3 separate regions of the Sus scrofa genome follow, and regions 1 and 3 are each linked to region 2. The links are chromatin contacts, called in public Hi-C maps. All regions are on one chromosome and are shown on one strand. The core of a region is the stretch at or near the end of the contact, and the rest is flanking DNA. Distances in the headings are between cores, read along the strand shown. Region 1 holds the start of LLPH (protein LLP homolog). Region 2 holds the start of HELB (DNA helicase B). Region 3 holds the start of TMBIM4 (protein lifeguard 4).

The links. A called contact is a pair of places that touch in the nucleus more often than the background predicts.
Region 1: a Hi-C map of liver shows a contact between it and region 2, with 4 times the contacts expected there. The contact joins the promoter of LLPH here to the promoter of HELB in region 2. A contact is called at or near these places in 2 of 47 Hi-C or Micro-C datasets (heart right ventricle and liver).
Region 3: a contact with region 2 is called in a Hi-C map of skeletal muscle, with 7 times the contacts expected there. The contact joins the promoter of TMBIM4 here to the promoter of HELB in region 2. A contact is called at or near these places in 1 of 5 promoter capture datasets (liver), 6 of 47 Hi-C or Micro-C datasets (heart right ventricle, liver, mesenteric adipose tissue and 1 more) and 1 of 2 datasets of contacts at active chromatin or transcription factors (skeletal muscle).

The regions. Positions count from the first base shown.
Region 1 is chr5:30,484,118-30,486,817 of Sscrofa11.1, reverse strand. LLPH (protein LLP homolog) reads left to right here and starts at 1,284. Exons shown (of 3, transcript XM_003126360.5): 1 at 1,284-1,814.
Region 2 is chr5:30,644,064-30,646,763 of Sscrofa11.1, reverse strand. It overlaps HELB (DNA helicase B), which reads right to left and starts at 1,386. Exons shown (of 13, transcript XM_003126364.4): 1 at 904-1,386. The coding sequence starts at 1,108.
Region 3 is chr5:30,510,139-30,512,838 of Sscrofa11.1, reverse strand. It overlaps TMBIM4 (protein lifeguard 4), which reads left to right and starts at 1,281. Exons shown (of 7, transcript XM_003481653.4): 1 at 1,281-1,470. The coding sequence starts at 1,374.

The DNA of each region.
Region 1 (2,700 bases), core at 35-2,534, 160 kb after region 2:
TCCAATTTAAAATACAGTGTGAACATGTATTTTTGGCAGAGATGGCTAAGATCTAATATATGGTTAACTTATAAAATAGGAATCCACTTGCTCTATAGAAACTTAATTTCCCCTTTAAAGAAAGGTTTTTCAAGCATGCTTTTATTTTTATTTTTAAAAATTACTCAATGAATTTTATTACATTTATAATTGTACACGATCATCACAACCCAGTTTTATAGCATTTCCATCCTAAAGCCCCAGTGCATCCCCCACTCCCCAACAAGCATGCTTTTAAACACACACACAGACACACACACACTACATGTTATAAGCGTTTTTCACCCTGTTTAAAAAAAAACTAACAAAACACTTGCTGAATTCTGAGTTTAGTAATTTCCACATGATGCACGCTTTCTTCAAGGATGCAAATTTAAAGAAAAAAGTACCCATAAATTGTTTCAGTAAACTCTACTTGTAACCAGACAGGAGTTTACTAAGCCATGATTAAAGACAATTCAGACTATTTATTGGTATATATTGTAAATATCTAGAAAATACTGCTTACAAATAGTCCTGTGCATGTCTGAAATTTTTGTAAAAATGTGTGACCATTTGTTGGGCTCTTATATCCCCTATCTAGGATTATCAGCTTCATTCTATAGATAAGGAAATCCAGGCTCTGAGACATTACTCATACTACTCACAAGGAAGGGTTAGAACCATAAATCCCACAGACCTGCCTGGTTCTGAAGCCAATGTTTTAGGAGCATATGTAAAATTATAATAAAAACAACTAGTCAAGTTGTTTGTCATCAATGTGTCCTTCACCTAATTCATCTGTCCCAAGGCTTACATTGTGTCTGGTATACATTAAGGGAATATCTGAATTAGTTTGATCATTTTATCCTCTGAACTTGTCTTTGGACGGGAAAGGGGTTGTTTTGCCTAATAGCTTTAAGGTATAACTGATATACAACTAGTTACACATATTTAAAGGATACAATTTGACAAGTTTTGACATACAACTGTGAGACCATCACCTGGGATTGGGGAAATTTAAGGGCTACAAATAAAGAGGATCCTGAAGCAGGAGATTTAACTAAGAGACATAATCCCCCTCCTTGTCTGAAAAAGCAGCAGAGTGCCTGTTCAGTTCTGCTCACCAGCTAATCTGCTCCAAACGATTATCAGTTAGGAACACAGTCCGTTCAGGGAAGGGGGAGGTCCCAGCTCCTAACATGGGAAAAACAAGACCCAGTAGGGTATAAAAGTTGCTGAGAACAAGGACCTGGTGCTCAGACTCTGGAGGTGACTCCTCTGAGCCCACACTGGTGCTGAATAAACCTCGCTTTGCCACATTCCTGAGTGCCCTTTGTCTCCTTCTGCTGCCATGTTTCTGCAGTTTCTGTAACAATCTTAATTGGGCGATGCGAGGTGTGAGGCGAGAGGTGAGTTCTAAAGGTAGGCTCTCAGCTCTCTGTTGGACAGGCAACAAAGGAGGTCATCTGGCAGGGACCCCTCCTAGGATTAGTCTAGGGGTTGCCCCGCCCCCGTCCGGAAAGCAGGTCTCGCTGGAGCCGGATCCCCAGCCGGGGTTCCCCCGCTTTAAATCCGACTTTACAACCCACCTAGGAGGAGACAGACTACGTCCCCACTCGCCCTGAAGGCAGGAAGTGCGTCAGCCCCGGACTCCAGAGAACCCGCCTCTCCAGGCCATCCGGGGCATTTGGGCTCCCGGCGTGCAGCGGAGCTGGCTGCCCGGAAGGCGGAAGTTTAGGGACTTCCTGTCGGCGTGAGTGGCGTGTGGCGTCTAAGTTTCTGCGCTTTCTCAGGTGAGTTCTTTACCCCCTGACTCCAGTGGGGCTTGGGGTTTGGGACTCGATTCCGCTGCGAGTAGAGCGTCTTTTCTCAAGCTTAGTCCCTTTTTGGGCAAGCTTGATCCTGGCCTAGAGACGCAGGCCTCCTGGAGGGATCGGGCCTGCCGTGGTCTTGGTGACGGCCCTCGGGCTTCCCGGTCCTCTGTGGGAAGTGGAGGCTTTCCTTAGTCGTTCAGTCACGGTCAGGTTAACCTCGGCTGTCGAGGTTGTGTGCTGCCACCCTTATGTCCCTGCTCCTCTCAGGGCTTGGGTACTCTGGGGAGTGAGTGAATTTGTGATTGCTGGCATCCAAAAAATGTTACTCCACCAGTCATATGTTCAACAAATATTTGTTTAAACTTTACTATGTGTAAAGGGCTATACATTGGAAGATCCAGCGATGAATAGGACGTATTTAGCCCCTGTCTTTGTCGTGTTGCAGGAGAAGGGAAGTGTCACGTCCTGGGACCTGCAGGGATCCTTAGGACCGACTGCCAGTCAGGGTTATTGGCTTCCATCAGGAAAGAATTCAAGAGCAAACCAGAGTAAAGGGAAAGCAAGGTTATTTAGGGATACGCATACCATAGGCAGAATGCAGACAGTCCCAGAAAATGAGAGCTGGCCTAGGGCAGGAGGTCGTCCAGAAAAGTGAGAGCCGTCTGGAGCGGGGGTTGTATATTTTTATGGGTTAAGTGTTTTTTAAAAGCTCTGGAATGAGAGAAGGATGGGCATTTCCCAGAAATTGGGCCACTGCCCACTTTTTGGCCTTTTCTGTTTCTCCTCGAAACTGTCATGGTGTAAGGGGAAATGATTTTTTAGTATTACAACGAAGGTATAATGAACTAAAGCGTCAATGACTGGA
Region 2 (2,700 bases), core at 137-2,636:
AAGGGGAACTCCCTCTCCTGTGATTATTTACCAAATGTCTGTTTAACTCAGGAGAGGGTAAACTCCATTAAGACAGCAATCTCCACCTAATCTCTACAGAATATCCTAGCAACAAACACACTGCTTGAATGTGGTAGCCAGTCACTAACAGCTTTAGGATAAATGACTAAACCCTCCACATATACTTAAAAACGTTCTGTCTAAACCCGTGCGATCCACTCACATATAACTACTTAAACTTAAATCAATTAAATTTTAACATTCAGCTCCTCAGGTGCACAAGCTGCATCTGAAGTTCTCAGCTACACCTGGCTAGCAGCTACTGCAGAGGGTAGTTTAATATAAAGCAATACCATCGCCACAGAAAATTGTACTGACAGTTCTGGTCTGAACATTCAAACATTCTTAAACATCAGTCACGAGGTACACACAGTAGGTGTAATTCATAGGACAGGAAACTATACAAGGTAAACACAGATCACAAGGTTAAGACAAGGTTAATGAATTAACAGTGCCTTCACGTGTTTCTTGTGTATGTCTAAATAGCTGAAAAATAACCACGTATTCGACTCCAGAAAAGACAGGGAAATAGTTAAAAGCCCTGATTCTGAGTGTGAATACTGGCTGGATATCCATTGTTTTCTTGACTATGAAACTACCTCAAAAAGTTGTGAACTAAATGAGATGCACGTGGAGCCCAAGCTTAACACAGAGTACTTGCTCAAGCCACTGTTACTATTATTGCTGTTACTGTTAATTTTAGCCTACACAAGACGAAACACCTAGACCATCTCAAAACAAGCCTGTTAGCAGCGAGGGGGCGCCTTACTTAGGTGGAGGTCGTATTAGTAAACAGTTCACTCATCCTCCAATCCCATTCCCCGGGGCGAGTTGCGTCCTTACCACGGAGCCGCCCGGGAAGGCTGCCAGCCTTTATGCCCCCACTGCAGAGTTCCTCAGCATCGACAAACACCGTGTCTTCATCATCCTCCACATCCTCCCTCAGATAATCATCTTCCGCCTCCAGCAGGTCCTTGGGTGGGAGCAGAGGTCCCTGCAGCTCGCGCAAGGGCTGACTCAACAAGACACGCTGACTAAACGAGGCCATACTCGATTTTCCCCAGCTCAACCCAAATTCCGGAAAACCGGGCGGCGTAGACGCCCAAGATCAGCCAATCAGCTCTGCGACCGCAGGACCATCAGCTTCCAGGGGGGTGGGTGAAATGCATGAAGTGGGTTAAATGTATACGAATGGATGGAAGCTAGAGACTTGAGGTGGTGACTACGCTGCAGTGTGCAAATATGTTGAACTCTGATGCTGCACACCTGAAATATATTTTTAAAAGAAGACGAACAGCTTTCCCGAACGCTTCCCCTCCCCCCGCGGCTGGCTTGCGCCGAGTGGATGGGGCGGTGTCTAAGCTCCGCCCCAAGCCTCCAGCGGAGGATGGGCATAGGATGGAGCAGGGCGAGGGCGAGGCAGAGAAGGGGGCGGGGCAGAGAAGGAGGGGCTCTTTCTCTTGGCTCCGCCCCGCAGCCTTGCCTAAGGCTTCGCCAGGTTCTTGGAAGAAACTAATTGGGCAGCGGCCCAGGTGACGCTTGTGGATCCGCTATCGCACCGCGTGTCCTGCGTAGAGAGAACCGCGAGAGAAGACCAATCTAGCGAGCCTAGAAAGCCCGGAAAAGCAAGCCCTTCCCGACGACTCCAAAACAAAAATCCAAATGCCCTTCCGCCGCATTCTAAAGAGGAGAACCGCGAATCTCCGTCGGGAGATCTGTCCAGCCGTGACTGCTTTGGGCCACTATTTCTTTCAGGAATTAAATTTATATGATCAAAGGCCTTTTAATCAAGATACAGATCTCAGGTCCCATTGCATATCCATTGTATGGGGATCTAGGACAGGGACCCAGGATTGTTTTAACGCATATTTCGAGTTGTCCATTTTGATGCTCTGCCAGGTTTGGAAAGCACTGGACAAGATGACTTTCTAAATCCTCTTTATCATTTCATCTGTGAGTACAGTCTGGCCGCCCAAACTTATTCAAGTTGGGCTGCTGCCTACTCACAGTCAGGCAAAAAAGTGTGTCTACTAAACAGCCCAGGGTACAGACAGGAAAGGAAGAAGACAAGTAGAAGTGGTTTAAAAAGTTATACCGGAAAGTTCCCTGGTGGCACAGTGGATTAAGGATCCGGGGTTGTCATTGCTGTGTCTCCGCTCACTGCTGTGACTCCGGTTCCATCGCTGGCCTGGGAACTGCTGCATGCTTCGGTTCAGCAAAAAATAATATAAAAAGTTATTCTGGAGCCATGGTTCCCACACTTGAAAGTCATGGTATTCTTTGAGGAACACCATAGAATATATTGCTACATTACTATTTTAACGCTATTTATTATGAAATTACTCAATAATAAACCTAAAATAAATATACATACACTGCTAAATCCAAAGCACCTTATTCTAGATTCTAATATAGATAAACAACAGCCACTACCAAAGATTTTTCTTTAAACTTAGGGCACCTGAAACCAACACAACTGTAAATCAACTATGCTTCAGGTTTTTTTTTTTTTTTTCTTAAGGTGCTTCTTAAGGTGCTTTTGTTCCTTTTTTAAAAAATGTACATGAGAAAATACTAAAATTGATTTTTTCCCCCTTTGGGTACAAATGTCAATTTATGTTTCTTTGAGAAAAACTCTCC
Region 3 (2,700 bases), core at 32-2,531, 130 kb after region 2:
GAGTATTACAGTTAAAATGAGGATTTCGGAGTTCCCGTCGTGGCGCAGTGGTTAACGAATAAGACTAGGTACCATGACGTTGCGGGTTCAATCCCTGCCCTTGGTCAGTGGGTCAAGGTTCCGGCGTGGCTGTGAGCTGTGGTGTAGGTTGCAGACATGGCTCGGATCCTGCGTTGCTGTGGCTCTGGCGTAGGCTGGCAGCTACAGCTCCGATTGGACCCCTAGCTTGGGAATCTCCATATGCCGCGGGAGCGGCCCAAGAAATGGCAAAAAGACCAAATAAATAAATAAATAAATAAATAAAAAATAAAATGAGGATGTCAATTGTGGGTGGATCAAAGTAAACTCATCAAAAAAATTCCAAGAAATCCTGAGATGATAATATTCTGGGTATATCTACACCTTGTCTTCATATTGGAATGACAGCAATACCATGAACGTTCACATTGATCCATCCTATTTGTCACCATGATTTGTTTTATTAAGACAACATCCCCTCTTTCCCGTCATTGGTCTTGACTCTTTCCAACATATTCTACATTTAGCAGACAGTAATCTGGCCTTTATCTATTCAGCCTCATTCCTTGCCATCAGTGGCCTACTCCACCTGAACTTAGCTCCCTGGTAGACGCCACTTTGCAGATGTTGGTCCTTTGAGAACCTACCTCCATCACTCTGCTCTTCCCTGGTTGGTTCCTATTTGTATTCCAGGACTAAGCATTATCTCATTCAGAAAGCCTGGTTTACAGGAAGTGCTCAACAAGTTTAGGGGTTATTATTATTAAAGATCATGTAGTTAAGAGTTCCCTGGTGGCCTAGCAGTTAAAGGATATGGCATTGTCACTGATGTGGCTTGGATCACGGCTGCGGCACGAGTGAGATTTCTGGCCAAGGAACTTCTGCGTGCTGCAGGCATGGCCAACAACAACAACAAGATAGTGTAATTAAAATCAACTATACTTCAATAAAGGCAATGTAATTAAAGGTGTCTCCCCAGAGTGATTATTGGTGGAGTGTATGAATGAGATGAGTGTTTGTTGAATAAATGGATGAATAGGTCTTCGCTTTTATCACGTTAGCAACTTTCCAGGTCAGACGATGTAAGAAGCTGGTGGAAGAAAATGTGAGAAAACCTACACTTCAGATGACGCCGAGAATGTAATTCGTTTTCTCTCCCAACCTAACCTAAAGCACTCTCCTTTTTCTCAGCCTAACTGGATTCTTGAGGTGAGATCATCGATTAGCTGGGGCTTGGCTCGGCCGACGCCGCTCGGCTAGTTGGGGCTGGATCCTCCCTCCGGAAGTGGCTTGGAGGCCGTTGTGCCGGCGTCGTCTCCCTGGCTCGGCTGGGCGGCTGGGGGTTTCGCGCGGCCATGGCAGACCCTGACCCCCGCTACCCCTGCTCCTCGATCGAGGATGACTTCAACTATGGCAGCTGCGTGGCCTCCGCCAGCGTGCACATCCGAATGGGTACGTGGCCCCTCGCCGGGCCCCTCTCGGCCACCCTCGTCTGTCAGGCGCGCTGCGGGTCTCTGGGGGCGGGTTTCCGGTTTCCGAGGCGAGCATCCCCCACGGTGGTGCTCTGGAGACAGCGCCTGAGTCCAGGGGTTCAGACCGCAGCCTTCCGACCCTGCGGGTCCCCCATCTCGGAGGAAGAGCGTCCTCCCTCCGCAGGGGTCAGAGGGGGAGGAGAAGTGGTAGCCCCGCTGTGCTCTTTGACACCTGATCTGGAGTCCCTCAGTCTTCTTGGGTGTAGAAAGGGACAGCTGAATATTTCACAGCCTGAATCTGGCATCTTTCAATTAAGAGAAACCAAGGGTTACTTTTTTGGTGAAAATAAGCTTATTATGTGATCGTTGTGACGCACACCTGAAAGGAGTTACCTGCTTGAATGTTTTTGGTTTAGAACAGCGTTTCAAGTTTCTATGCCCTTGTCTGTCTTTGCCGAATCGTAAGATCTGTGAGGGCAGGCACCATATCTATTTCGTTGCTGTTTTTTCTCTGCAGGACCTAGAACTCAACATTTTGAGGCAGTTGCTGGAAGTGGAAGTTTCCTAAGACCATGTTAGTTATGTTACTATGCAATGTTCAGTGGGCAGAAATTATTTGAATTTAAAATGCTCAGCTTCATGCAAGTGGAATTCATTGTCTGCTCTAGTTCAGCCAGTTGGTCACGGAAGCTGCCTCAGGTTTTCATCCTATATGGCAGCTGGAACTTTTCCTGGAAGAGGAATTATGAAGAGATTATGCACAGAGAATCTTGATTCCTAGTATCTGTATTTCTAGAATTGAATTTTGAAATTATTTTGGCAAGTGGGCTCAGCTTTTAAATTAGAAAGTTGTAAATTGTGGTAAAATATGCATAACATTAAAATTTTACCATTTTAATTATTTTTAAGTACAGTACAGTATGTTAAGCATTTTCAGTGTCACCAGAATGTTTTTATCTTGCAAAACAAACTCTATACTCAGCAAACAACTTCCCACTTTCCCCTTTCCCTAGCTCCAGGAAGCCACCGTTCTACTTTTCTGTTCTGTGGATTCGACCACTCTAGATCCCTCATCTAACTGGAATCATACAGTATTTGTCTTTTTGTGACTGGTATATTTCAATCAGTACGTTTTTAGCAAGTGCATTCATTTTGTGGCATGTCAGAGTTTTTTTCCTTTTTAAGGCTGAATAATTTTCTATTGTATGTA